Linked DNA regions of Mus musculus: region 2 is linked to region 1. The links are chromatin contacts, called in public HiChIP or PLAC-seq maps. All regions are on one chromosome and are shown on one strand. The core of a region is the stretch at or near the end of the contact, and the rest is flanking DNA. Distances in the headings are between cores, read along the strand shown. Region 1 overlaps Gpr176 (G protein-coupled receptor 176). Region 2 overlaps Ivd (isovaleryl coenzyme A dehydrogenase).

Region 1 (5,952 bases), core at 2,758-5,257:
TAATAAGCATAGGGCAGCCAGGTATATCTTAAAGAAAAGATATCATGCAGAACTGGCAAGTTTGGAGTCATTTATTTATTTTTCACTGGTGGCAATAGGGATTATTGAATGCTTTTAGTAAAACCAGTCACGTCACCTTTGCCCCTCTACACTTTTAAATGGACTGCACTCAGGCTCATCCTTTTTGTCCTCTGGCAGAATGTGTTTGCTTATTTATGTATTTTTAATAAGTGAATAACCAACTTGAAGAAGAAACTCCAGTATCATAAAGAACCCACATAGAGTTATACTGAAAGAAAATGGAAACGTGTCCTTAGGGATGTTCTTGACTTCCTAGTGATAGGATTAAAAAGAATGAATAGTGGGTCTTTTTATCATTAAAATTCTTGGTTGCTTAGCTTGTGAGAAATTAGAGAACTTCTTGCTACCTATGGGAAGATTATGGGTAATGCTGTTTTTAAAGTTAAGAAAACCCCTCAAAATAGATATCCTTATAGTTGCTTTATTATTTGTAATATATTTTTGGCCAAATGACATTTTATCCTCTCCTCTACCCCTCCCTGCCCCAGGAGATGTTGAGATGGCTTAACATCTTTGTGATTAAGAGAGCTTATTGCTTTTCCAGAGGACCTGAGTTTGGTTCCCAGCATCCACATCAGGTAGCTCACAACTCTCTGACTCCCAGTTCCAGAGCAGTCAGTGCCCTCTTCTGGCCTCCATTGATATAGCATGCATTTGGTGCACAGACACAAATGCATGGAAAACATTCATAAACATAAAATAAAATAAAATAAAATAAAATAAAAATATTACATATTTATTATTACACACTTATATATTGTTATTTGTATATTTGTTTATATTATTTGTAATACATATATTTTAATTATTTATGTATTTATTTTATATATTATATACTTATGTATAATTTTATTTTACAATTTTAATATACTTATGAAATATATTGATAAAATAAATATAAATATAAGTAAAATATTTTAAAAGGCTATTTGAACAAACTGTAAAGGAGAACCAGTAGGCCCAGCAAATGGGAAAATTAGCATTTCCAGAAACAGTAGACTAACTTGAAAGAAACTACAAGTGCATAAAGATGATTGGATTATAGAAAGGAAGGAAGCCCACAAAACTAACGATGTTGGAATACAGAATAGGTTGCATGACTTTGTTGAAATACTGTCTTAGTTAGACTTTCCATTGCTGTGAAGAGACACCATGACCCAGACAACTCTTATAAAGGAAAACATTTAATTGGGGCTGGTGAGAAGCAAGACAGCATCCAGGTTGGCATGGTGCTGGAGAAGGAACTGAGAGTTCTACATCTTGATCCAGAAAGCAGCCAGGAGAGAGACTCGTCTTCTTCACTGGCAGAGCTTGAGTGCTCAGAGACATCAAAGCCCGCTTACACAGTGATATTTTCCTCCAACAAGGCCACACCTCCTAATAGAGCCACTCCCATGGGCCAAGCATATTCAAACCACCACAAATACACTTTTCAAAGTTGGATTTGACTACCTCTGATGAATTAGGACTCAATAAAATGGAGGGCTATCTGAGAATTCTCTCCCAGTTTGTAGAAGAGGGTAATTGTTGAAGACATAAATGACACATGCAGTGGATGAGATCTGATGCACATCCAATACTGGCCCAGGAGAATAAATAGGAAGGTAGCAGTGCAGGAGTAAAAGAGGCTGAAGCCAGGCCTGGAATAGGCTTCAATCACAGGTGCTTGGCTGGCTGAAGCAGGAAGATCACAAATTCAAGGTCTGTCTGAGCTCCAGAGCCAGGTTCAAGGCTTTCCTGGGCAACTTGGTGAGACCCCTCCTCAAAACAAAAATGGCCTTGGATGCAGCTCAGTCAGAAGCATGAGGACATGAGTTTTGATCTCAAGCGTCCATGTAAAAAGCTGGGCAAGGCGGTACACTCCCCCAGTCCCAGTGTTTAGGAGAAAGTGATGGGAGAGAGGTATATATATATATATATATATATATATATATATATATATATATATATACTCACATATACAGAGAAATGCTCATAGGAATTTCTCATCAATAAATATGCAGTTTGGTTTTCTATCCAGCTTTGTATAATAATGGACTGTTAGAAAGAGCTTAAACAAGTCCATTGATATACAGTAAATAAATTAATTGGGATATAATTAGACAAGCACTATTGCTTTACTTAGCTGTCAAGATGATGATATGTATCTACTTTTACTTATTGTTACAGAAACATAGTCCACATAATGACTAGATCTTGTGCAGTATGCATAGTTTGCTACCACTGGCACAGACAAAAATCCCTATTTGTGAAAAGCATCCCTAAAGTTTTCAATAGGTAATCACTGGGTGCTTTTACTTATTACCCTTTTGTAGGCTTAAAAAAATATTTGTGTGTGTGTGTGTGTGTGTGTGTGTGTGTGTGTGTGTGTGTGTATGCACGCGTACACATTCAGGCTACTAGTGTGTAGGTACCCATATAGTCAGGCCAGAAAACGAGTACCCCCAAGAGCTGGAGTCACAGGCAGTTGTGAGCGCTGCTCATGGTTTCTGGGAACCCATCTCTGGAAGAGCAGTAAGCATTCTTAGCAGCTGAGTCATCTCTTCAACCTTTGTCCTTTATATTTTTATACATTGTCTGCATTTTTTTTTTTTTTTTGGTTTTACGAGACAGGGTTTCTCTTTATAGCCCTGGCTGTCCTGGAACTCATTTTGTAGACCAGGCTGGCCTCGAACTCAGAAATTCGCCTGCCTCTGCCTCCCGAGTGCTGGGATTAAAGGCGTGCGCCACCACGCCCGGCTCATTGTCTGCATTTTAAGAATTGGTTCTACATCATCTTGGTAATCACTCAAAGGCATTTCATTGGGAAACAGGAAAAACCTGAAGTCCCAGACTAGAAGTAACTAGAGCAAGCCTGAGGGCTCCCAGGCTGCAGCAACCAGATGGCACCCTGGCAAGCAAGCCTCCGGGAAGCAAGCCATTCAGATCTCGTTCTCTATAATTCCACCAAGTGTACTCCTCCCCTGTACAGCTTTTAGTGAGCAACTCCCTCACCCCAACTTCTTCTCTTCTTTCTAAAACAAAGTCGATAGTTCCAATATACTTAAGGCCACACCATGAAATGGGGGTGCTAGGAATATATCTATTAAAGCTAATTAAAATATTCTCATTTTCTGGTTGCCCAGTGGGTCTGTTGGGAGAGATTAAAAAGTATCAAAGAAGGTCAGTTATAAAAAATTAAAACTGGGTCTGGTGATGGTATTCCCAAAGGAAGAGCTGCCCCGTGGCTGGAGCTCTGCCCACACTGAAGTGGGGTCAAGCTCCACCCTGATTCTTGATGGAGAAGGCTTTCCTCCAGGCTCCATGGATGCTTGTTTTCAGATTCTCTGAGATTTCTGTGTGTGCCTTTATGGTGTGTGTGTGTGTGTGTGTGTGTGTGTGTGTGTGTGTGTGTGTGTGTGTTTTGAGGGGGGAGGTGTTTTTCTTTCTATTTAAGGAATCCTGAGTGTAGTATTCCTGAGCTGCTGGGTTTGGTGAAGCTAGGTGTGGTTACTCCATCCAAATTTCCTGCTGTGCACATGAAACTGAAGATTCCTATGCTCTCTAAAGTTCTGATGTAGTAGGGTTAGATGTAGGGACTCTGTACTTTAGAAGTTTCGTGGTGATCCCAATGGTCATGTAGGTTTATGAACTATGGGCTTGGGGCTGGAGACTTGATGACATATGGTTACTCAGTAAGAAAACATCACAAGTGTTTACACACACACACACACACACATGCACACGCACGTTCCCACTTATTCAGGATAAGAGTTGCTTATACTGATGCCACTGTCACCATGGTGATAAGCTGAACGTAATGACGTATGGGCACTCCTCTGATTTGGAAGCCTTGCCAGGCATTTCTTACACACTTGACTCAGCAGTTAAGCACTAGATGCTTTTGCCAGCATCCCTCAGAGGTAGTCATTGTCAGGGCTTCCTCATCCAGGAAGCTGGTGTTGGACTCAGTGAGTCAGAGTCCTATAATGGGCACCCCCTGAGCCTGCCATGGGACCTACAGTGGGAATGTGCTGGCTTCCTGCTGTGGACTCAGTGGAAATGCTTCCCAGGGTGGAAAGAGCAGTCCAGCCCAGGAGCATGGGTGAAGGCTGGTGAGTCTGTTGCTAGTGGTCGTTTGGGACTTGACTACAGATCTGACTCAAACAACTTTGGAATGGATGGATCCAAGTGCTGAGGTGCCTAGCAGCCTCATGGTGCTACAAGAGGAGACTTAAACATGGGTGACAGGGTTAAAATTATGGATTGAAAATCCAAAATATATGTTGTTTCAAATATACAGACTGTGGGACCAGTGCAAAGTGACTCAGCTGGTAAAGGTGCGACCTTTACCTTGGAGTGCTACTTTAAGCTTGGAGACCATAGTCTGATGGCCAGAAGTTTCATAATGGTGGCTGACCACCACATATGCACCATGGCAACCCAACCCAACACAGGTGTGCATGCAAATGCACACACACACACACACACACACACACACACACACACACACACACACATTCAAAAAACAACATGAAAATCCTCAGGATTTTGATTCTCACAAAGGGAATAATTTATTTGTGAGAAGTTCTTTAAGGGATAAAGACTCTTCTAGCAGTGAAAATCAAATATACCGCAATGTGTACATCTCTTCATAGACAATATCTTCCAGTGGACTATTACATTAATAGATCCTGAGCATATTTTTAAGTCTTGCCTGTAACACTATGTAAAGAAAGATGCTTTGGTTAGACTCAAATCTGTGTACCAGTGACGAAAGGCTTCCAAATCAGGAGGATTCTCATAAATCATTATTGTTCAGCTTATCACCATGGTGACTGGTGGCATCAGTATAAACAACTCTTATCCTGAATAAGTGGGAGTCCGTGTGTGTGTGTGTGTGTGTGTGTGTGTGTGTGTGTGTGATCACTGTTGATGTTTTCTTGAGTCACTATCACCAAACTAATGCAGAGTGCTTTAGAGAATTCCTGGAAACAGCTGGCCCACATGTCTAGATGTATCAGTTGGTTTTTCTACATTGTCTAGAAGATCACAGAACATTGAGTTTGAGAAGACCTTGGCAGTAAGTTCTGTACATATTCAAGGACAAAGGCAGCTCCTTGGAGTGACTCTGCCTGGAGCTCTGGATAGCCTGTGCCCTGGATAGCAGGCTTAGTACCATGTCCTTCCCATAGCGTGTGGCTCTGCTGTCAGATTGGCTTACTAGCAGCATCCTTTGGGCAGATGCACAAGAGCAAGCAGTGTCCTAAGCGGGATGCCCTAGTTACAGAATGGACCAAGGAAGGATAGGCTGTGTGATACTGAAGGGTACCACAGGCTGATGGGCCCTGGCCAGCTTCACGGCCTTCAGGTTCCATGTGTAGGAGTCTGAGGGTTGAGTTTAGAGCCCACTGTGCTGGGGCATCTCTGCAGCTGCAGCTCTTCATCCCAAACAGGCCTCCTTGCAGTATGTCATTCTGACTTAGAGTTTTCTTTGGAAACTCTGATGACGACATACATACTCCCAAAATGGATAGCTGCACTGCAGGGACTTTTGATTGCTGTCTGCCCATGTATTTTGATAAATTCATTTATTTAACAATTATTTATAAGATGGCTACTCTTCCTAATAATGAGCTATGTAAGGACTTGTAACTGAACAAGGGTTACATATGTTTTCCCCAATGAGAGAGAAACAAATGGCTAATAATAGTTAGGAATGTACTGTAAAGGCACAGTAAAGTATTGTAATGTAAGTGGAGGAAGAAATGCATGTGTTTGAAACAGAGAGATCGTCAGAGAAGGCCTTTTGGAGGAGACAGTATTTAAACTAAAACCTGGATTAAAAGGAACCAAACTTATGAAGAACATTCCAGGCAATCTAGAAATGCT
Region 2 (6,184 bases), core at 1,827-4,326, 590 kb before region 1:
AGGCTGGGTGGGAAGGAGCTGTGTTCTATGATCTCAGGCTCATTTTTTTTTAAAGATTTATTTATTTTTATTATATGTAAGTACACTGTAGTTGTCTTCAGACACTCCAGAAGAGGGAGTCAGATCTCATTACAGATGGTTGTGAGCCACCATGTGGTTGCTGGGATTTGAACTCTGGACCTTCAGAAGAGCAGTTGGGTGCTCTTACCCACTGAGCCATCTCGCCAGCCCAAGGCTCATTTTGTAAGAGAAGGACAATAGCTATCCCACAGTGCTCGCTCGACAGCCTCTTCTCCCCAACGGAAAACCTTAACCCAGTGGAAGAAGGCATTTCAGCAACTACTTCGCTTACCTGGAATTGGCCGATCTTCTGGCCAAAGGCCTCCCTCACATGCAAGTAGGGAATGGTGTGGTCCAGGACAGCCTGCATGATCCTGCCAGAAAGGAGGAAGCCTGTGGAGTTGTGTTGTCAAGTGGGGAGTGGGTATGTCAGGGCATCGGGCCCGAGGGTTGAGATGGGAACTGAAATCCCAGAGAAAAGGTAAAGGAGCCTGAGAGACCCCTTGCTCAGCCACAGCACCGCCTGCCCAGCTCCCATGTACCTTTCTCTGAGATCAAGAAGGTGTGGCGGGCAGCGGGCAGTGGGCAGCGGGCAGAGTCTGGGCCTCTGGTTTCACAACCACAGTGACTAAACAGCCCTGGCATCTGTCACCTCATACCATTTCCCTTCTGGGTAAAGAAGTTAAATGTAGGAGGAGATTCTCGAGGACAGAAGTAACTTTCCTGTGTCTTTGCTGCATACCAGGGTGAAGCTGCTAACCTAACGAGGGCTGGAGATCTCAGGTACCCCCCAGCCGCATGCTGGTGACATGTTGTGCTTACCCAGGAGGCCTTCAGCCCCTTTACACTTACCCAAGGGGCCCACCTGCTAGCACCAGGCGCTCTAGGTCCAGCCCGCTCATCAATACGTAGACCCCCTTACTCTCCTGGCTCAGGACGTTAGCGGCTGCAGGGATAAACGCAAGTCAGAGAAGGCTGCTCATAGCCTCTTTACTTGGATAGAAGGTACTATGTCACATAAGGCACAAAAGTGAGTCACTCAACCTTCAACTAGGGTTTCAAGAGAGAGGAAAAGATGAACTTTGCCACTTCCAGGCAGAAGTGGAGCTTTAGGTCACGACCCCCCCCCCCAGCATCCACAACACTACAGAACCCCAAGCTGTTAGATCTTTCCTTTTCCTTTCTTGTCCTGGACCCTAGGATGAGACAGAAGAAAAGCTGACTGGTTTAGAATTCACCCTGCCCCTCTTCGCTTCTTTCTACACCTGATGTCTACTAACATAGAAATCAGAGAACTCGGTGCCTGAGGTCGTCTGTAGGGTCACCTCTCAATGATGCTCGTGAAAGCGCCTTTGTCTCTGAGTTAGGGTGTTGGTGACAGAAGTTACTGAGCACCCACTCCCTCTAATAAGGACTTGGGAGGTGTGGGCAGAACATTGGGTATAGAAACCGGACAGCCTACCTGCTTTCAAGGCTGGTGGGTGGATTTTTTTCCTCTTTACAAAGATGAGTCTGCACGGTCTCCCTTTCTAGAGACCCCCTGTGTACAGCACACTATTTCAGGATGGTTTGTGGCTGATGCACAAAGCAGTCCTAATTGATGGCCAGATCCCCACCCTCGGCTCTCTAACAGTGCTACATGGTGTCACGTTTACAGATATAGCACAGGGAGAAGCTATTCCTGCAAAATCAAATTACCTTTCCTTCATCGAGTCTGGCTTCTGTCAATTTATTCAGATGGGCTTTTAGCATCATTACTGAGTGTAATTCAGAGCGGTAGGGAATGCCCTGCGGTGGGCTGGTGTGTGCACAAGGCCTGGCTCTTGCTGCAGCAGTGTTCCAAGGTGGGGTTTGGGACGTGACTGGATTGTGAAGGCTGACCTGCTCAATGGATTAACCTGATGACGGAGTCATAATTTGATGGCATCAGCGGAGACAACAGAAATGATCAGAGGAAGAACCTCCAAGGAAAACTGGCCTCTGGGGGTGTGTCCGTGAGAGTCTAGAGGGACTCTGGTTTCTTCTATCACTGCTATTTGACCTCCACAAAATAAGCAGTTCTCCCTCGCCACTTTCCCCTCATTCTCTGTCTCACCATAGGTACAGAAGCAATGGTGCCAAAGGGCCATAGGCTTGACACCTGAAACCATGAGTCAAAATAAGTTCTCTGCCTTTAACCTGTTTTCCTCGGGTTATATATGACAAAGAGTCAGGCTAGCACGTGGGCTGTACAGTCAGTGCACAGGAAGTCTGAAGGATGTCAGTAGATGGGGCTAGGCAAGGTGTGGTACCCACAGAAGAACCCCATCATAGGCAGGTAAGCCAACAGCAGCAGGGTCTGTGGCCAGGACAGACAACTGTCCAGCAGCTGGAGGCCCACAGTCCAACTGTGCATCACGGGACAAATGATGGCGGCGAACCTCTGTAAGGGTGTGGTAGTGGGTTTTCCCAACTTGCAAAGGAGTCAGGGCAGGGACTCCCTTATTCCCTGGTCACTTACCAGGAACCTTGCAGTCTTCAAAGACCAGCTCGCAGGTGTTGGAGCCCCTCATACCCAGCTTGTCAAGCTTCTTGGAGGTACTAAAACCAGGCATACCCTTGACAGGAAACCAAAGGAGGCCCTGGTTAGACTTGCCCCACGGGGTGGGTGGGGGGGTGCTAATAAAGGGAAAACCTGATTTATCTACAAATGTGGCATGCTAGCATCTTACTCCCGAGTTCTCGTTCTCCTCTCTCTCTCTCTGTGCAAAACTCCAGTCTTCACACCAAACCAACCTTGTTCCCAACTCCTCTGCCATGCAGCCTGCGTCTTCCTGGTTCTCAGGGGAGCAGTTTTCTCAATGAAACAGTCCCCAGGTCTCCCCACTCTCCCAGGGATATCACTCTGAAGATACTCTCATAACCCATGCCAATCTGCCCTCATTCTTTACCCACCTGTCCCTAAAGGAACCCGGACTCCAACCACCTACATGCTTTGACCTAGATGACTCAGATACACTGTTGCCAAGTGGCCGGGAGACACGCATGTTGCTCTGTTACCTCCTGGCCTTTCCAGTCCCAACCTTAGTTAGCTACCCCCCATCCCTCATGGAGTGTACAGCCAACCTTGGCACTGTGTACTTAAACTCTCTAGTACCCCCCCAGCAGCTGGGCCCCCAAGCCTCAGTGGCACCTGCTTTCTGTCTTCATCGCCATTATAGGCAGATGGCAGGAAGCCAACACCTGCTCTCTAAAGTTATATATTTTAAACTTTTCCAGGGTGGGGCACATGCCTTCAATCCCAGCACTTGGGAGGCAGGGGCAGACGGACCTCTGTTAGGTCAGGGGAAGCCTCGTCTAAATAATGAGTTCTAGGCCAGCCAGGGCTATACAGTGAGACCAAAACAAAACAACAACAACAAATCTTCCTGACTTTCTTTTCTCTATACTGAAAACTTTGCTCTTTCTTACTTTTATTCTTTGAGGCAGAGCCTTGCTTGATAGACAGCCTTGGATCTCACTACAAAGGCCAGGCTAGCCTCAGACTAACCCAGCCTGCCTGTTAAGTGCTGCTCAGACAACAAATACATGTCACCTGTGTGGCTGGATTTGTTTATCACAAAACTAAACCCAAAATGGGACCCTCGAGTTTTAACTCCTGATGTGTCTTGTCTTGTCCTTACTATCAGAGGTTTGCAGGTCTCATTCACATTCCCACCCATGCCTCAGCCTCCCCTGCAGTTCCTGCTCCTGGCTTCTTTTCCATTTTCCTCTTCCTCAACTCTGTGGACAGTTTTACTGTCTTCAAACTTGACCCAGCCTCTCTGGCTACCTTCTTTGGTCCCTGCTTATCCGCTTTGGTCTCTGCTTATCCGCATGCTCCTGGGGGCAGAGCACAGAACACTGATGTTAATCTTAGTTACCTCTGTCACTTTGGTTAGAGGCGGAGTCTCTCTGGGTCACACCCACCACCCTCACCTTCTCCACAATGAAGGCTGTGATGCCCCGAGAAGCTGGCACAGCGGTCAAATCTGTCTTGGCATACACGACTAGGATATCAGCATCAGGGCCATTGGTGATCCAGAACTTGTTGCCATTCAGAACATAGTGATCTCCTAAGGGCAAGGCAGGAATCCAATGTTTGCTGAAGTCTCTTGGCCTGGCTTGGTCAGTCAGTCCACAGAACTGCACAGAACTGTGAGAACCAGCACAGGAACCCAGCAGAGGCCACTCCCAATTCCTACTCCCTTACTCTGAGTTTGTTTTTCTGCCTTTTCCAGATGCCCCGTGGCAAGTGACCTTACCTTTCTTTTCTGCTTTTAGCTTCATGGAGACAACGTCAGAGCCAGCATTGGGTTCACTCATGGCCAAGGCTCCGATGAACTCACCACTGATGAGCTACAAGGAAAACTCAAACCCGGTCCTGTTAGGACTGGGAAGTGTCCTGCAGTAGCTCCCAGGGACAGCCTCTTCCTCCTGCCTCCTCCTGCCCACATCCAAACTCCGCCCCCCCCACCCCCCCACCCCCCCAGTAAAACGAGCATCTGCAAGGCCTCTCTTCTACCCTTGCTTCTGCCACTTTTTGGCAGTGCCGGGATTGGCTCCAAGGTCTCACGCATGCTAAGCAAGGAATTTACCATTGAGCCCTCCCCTTACCCTATGGTTTTTATATTTTAAATATATTTGTTCTCTGTGTGTACATGTGCACATAGGCTACTGTGTATGTGTGTGTGTGTGTGTGTGTGTGTGTGTGTCTATCAGAGGACAATTCGTGGGAGCTGGTTCTTTTTCTATCATGAGTATCAAACTCAGCTCACCCAGCCTGGTGAGGCAGGCACATTTATTTACCCACTAAGCCATCTCACTGGCTCCTACTTGTTTTTTGAGATAGGGTCTTGCCAAATCCTCCAGCTTCTGCCTCCATGGCAGCTGAAACTCCACATATGTCACAAGTCACCACATCACTGGCTGAAGATTTCTTTCTTTCCTTTTTTCTTTTCTTTTTCAAGTCAGGGTTTCTTCTGTGTAGCCCTGGCTGTCCTAGAATTCACTCTGTAGACTGGGCTGGTATCAAACTCAGAAATCCACCTGCTTCTGCCTCCTGAGTAATAGGATTAAAGGTGTGCACCTTTAATTTCTTAAAGTCTGTTAAATGTTACTCATCCAACTCACAAGTTAAGCTCTGCCCTTGCTTTCTTCTTTTTCCTTTCCTTCCCTTTCCTTCCCTTTCCTTCCCTTTCCTTCCCTTCCCTTCCCTTCCCTTCCCTTCCCTTCCCTTCCCTTCCCTTTCCTTTTTTGTATGTGCACATGTATGTGGAGACTAAGGGTCAGTATTATCTTCCTCTATTGCTTTCCACCTTTATTTATTTCACCTGCATGTATGTCTGTGTACCAAATGTGTATGGTGCTTAAAGTGGCCAGAGGGGATTAGATCACGGAGGGAGGGAGTCATAGACGGTTGTGAGCCACCATATATGTGCTGGGCATTGAACTTGGGTCCTCTGGGAAGAGCAGTCAATGTTCTTACCCTAAGAGCCATCTCTCCAGCCATTTGTGCATTCAAATCTTTTGAATTAAGTATTTTAAAGCAATACCAATCCCTTCTCTCGTTATATTTAGCTTATGGCAGCAAGCCAAGAACGAGAACGTGCTTGGCCCCCACCAAGGGGAGGGCTTGTGATATGGTGGCTGTGTTGAGTCCACACGAGTGAGCGTCTCCATCCCTGTCTCCTCACCTTGGGAAGGTATTTCTCTTTCTGTGCCTCATTCCCATTTCGAACAATCTGGTTGACGCAGAGGTTGGAGTGAGCACCGTAGCTGAGCCCCACTGCTCCCGAAGCCCGGGATATCTCTTCCATTACCAACACATGTTCTAGGTAGCCCAGGCCAGAGCCACCATACTGAACTGGGAGTGGGACAGTGTGGGAAGCAGAAAGGCAGCCAGGTTACATTGGAACACAGACAGGAAGGAATCTTACATTAGTTGGCAGAAAAGAAACACCCTGGAATCTATTGTGAGTCTCCCTGGCAAGGGTGGAAGGCTGTTGTTGCCAGGGACACAGCTGGTTCTGCTAGCTGCCTGTGGGTGAACTATAGGTCAGAAGACCATCGTCTCCCACACTGGTTTTAATCCTGTCATCTTCAG

The links. HiChIP or PLAC-seq counts read pairs in DNA pulled down with a chosen protein or histone mark.
Region 2: a contact with region 1 is called in a FOXA1 HiChIP or PLAC-seq map of pancreatic cancer cells. The contact joins two enhancer-like sites. A contact is called at or near these places in 4 of 115 datasets of contacts at active chromatin or transcription factors (bone marrow-derived macrophages, embryonic basal ganglia, forebrain and 1 more) and 1 of 9 other capture datasets (liver).

The regions. Positions count from the first base shown.
Region 1 is chr2:118,285,891-118,291,842 of GRCm38.p6, reverse strand. All of the region lies in intron 1 of Gpr176 (G protein-coupled receptor 176), which reads left to right. Among named protein-coding and RNA genes, the nearest start is that of 1700054M17Rik, 16 kb to the left of the region's middle. Within about 2 kb of position 4,007, at least 46 of the 459 cell types and tissues checked have an H3K27ac peak or open chromatin away from gene starts, as enhancers often do. A contact at or near this core is called in pancreatic cancer cells, where this site is marked.
Region 2 is chr2:118,871,138-118,877,321 of GRCm38.p6, reverse strand. Ivd (isovaleryl coenzyme A dehydrogenase) reads right to left here. Exons shown (of 12, transcript NM_019826.4): 4 at 5,775-5,944; 5 at 4,344-4,437; 6 at 4,018-4,154; 7 at 2,561-2,657; 8 at 913-1,006; 9 at 353-434. Among named protein-coding and RNA genes, the nearest start is that of Ivd, 12 kb to the right of the region's middle. Within about 2 kb of position 3,076, at least 14 of the 459 cell types and tissues checked have an H3K27ac peak or open chromatin away from gene starts, as enhancers often do. A contact at or near this core is called in pancreatic cancer cells, where this site is marked.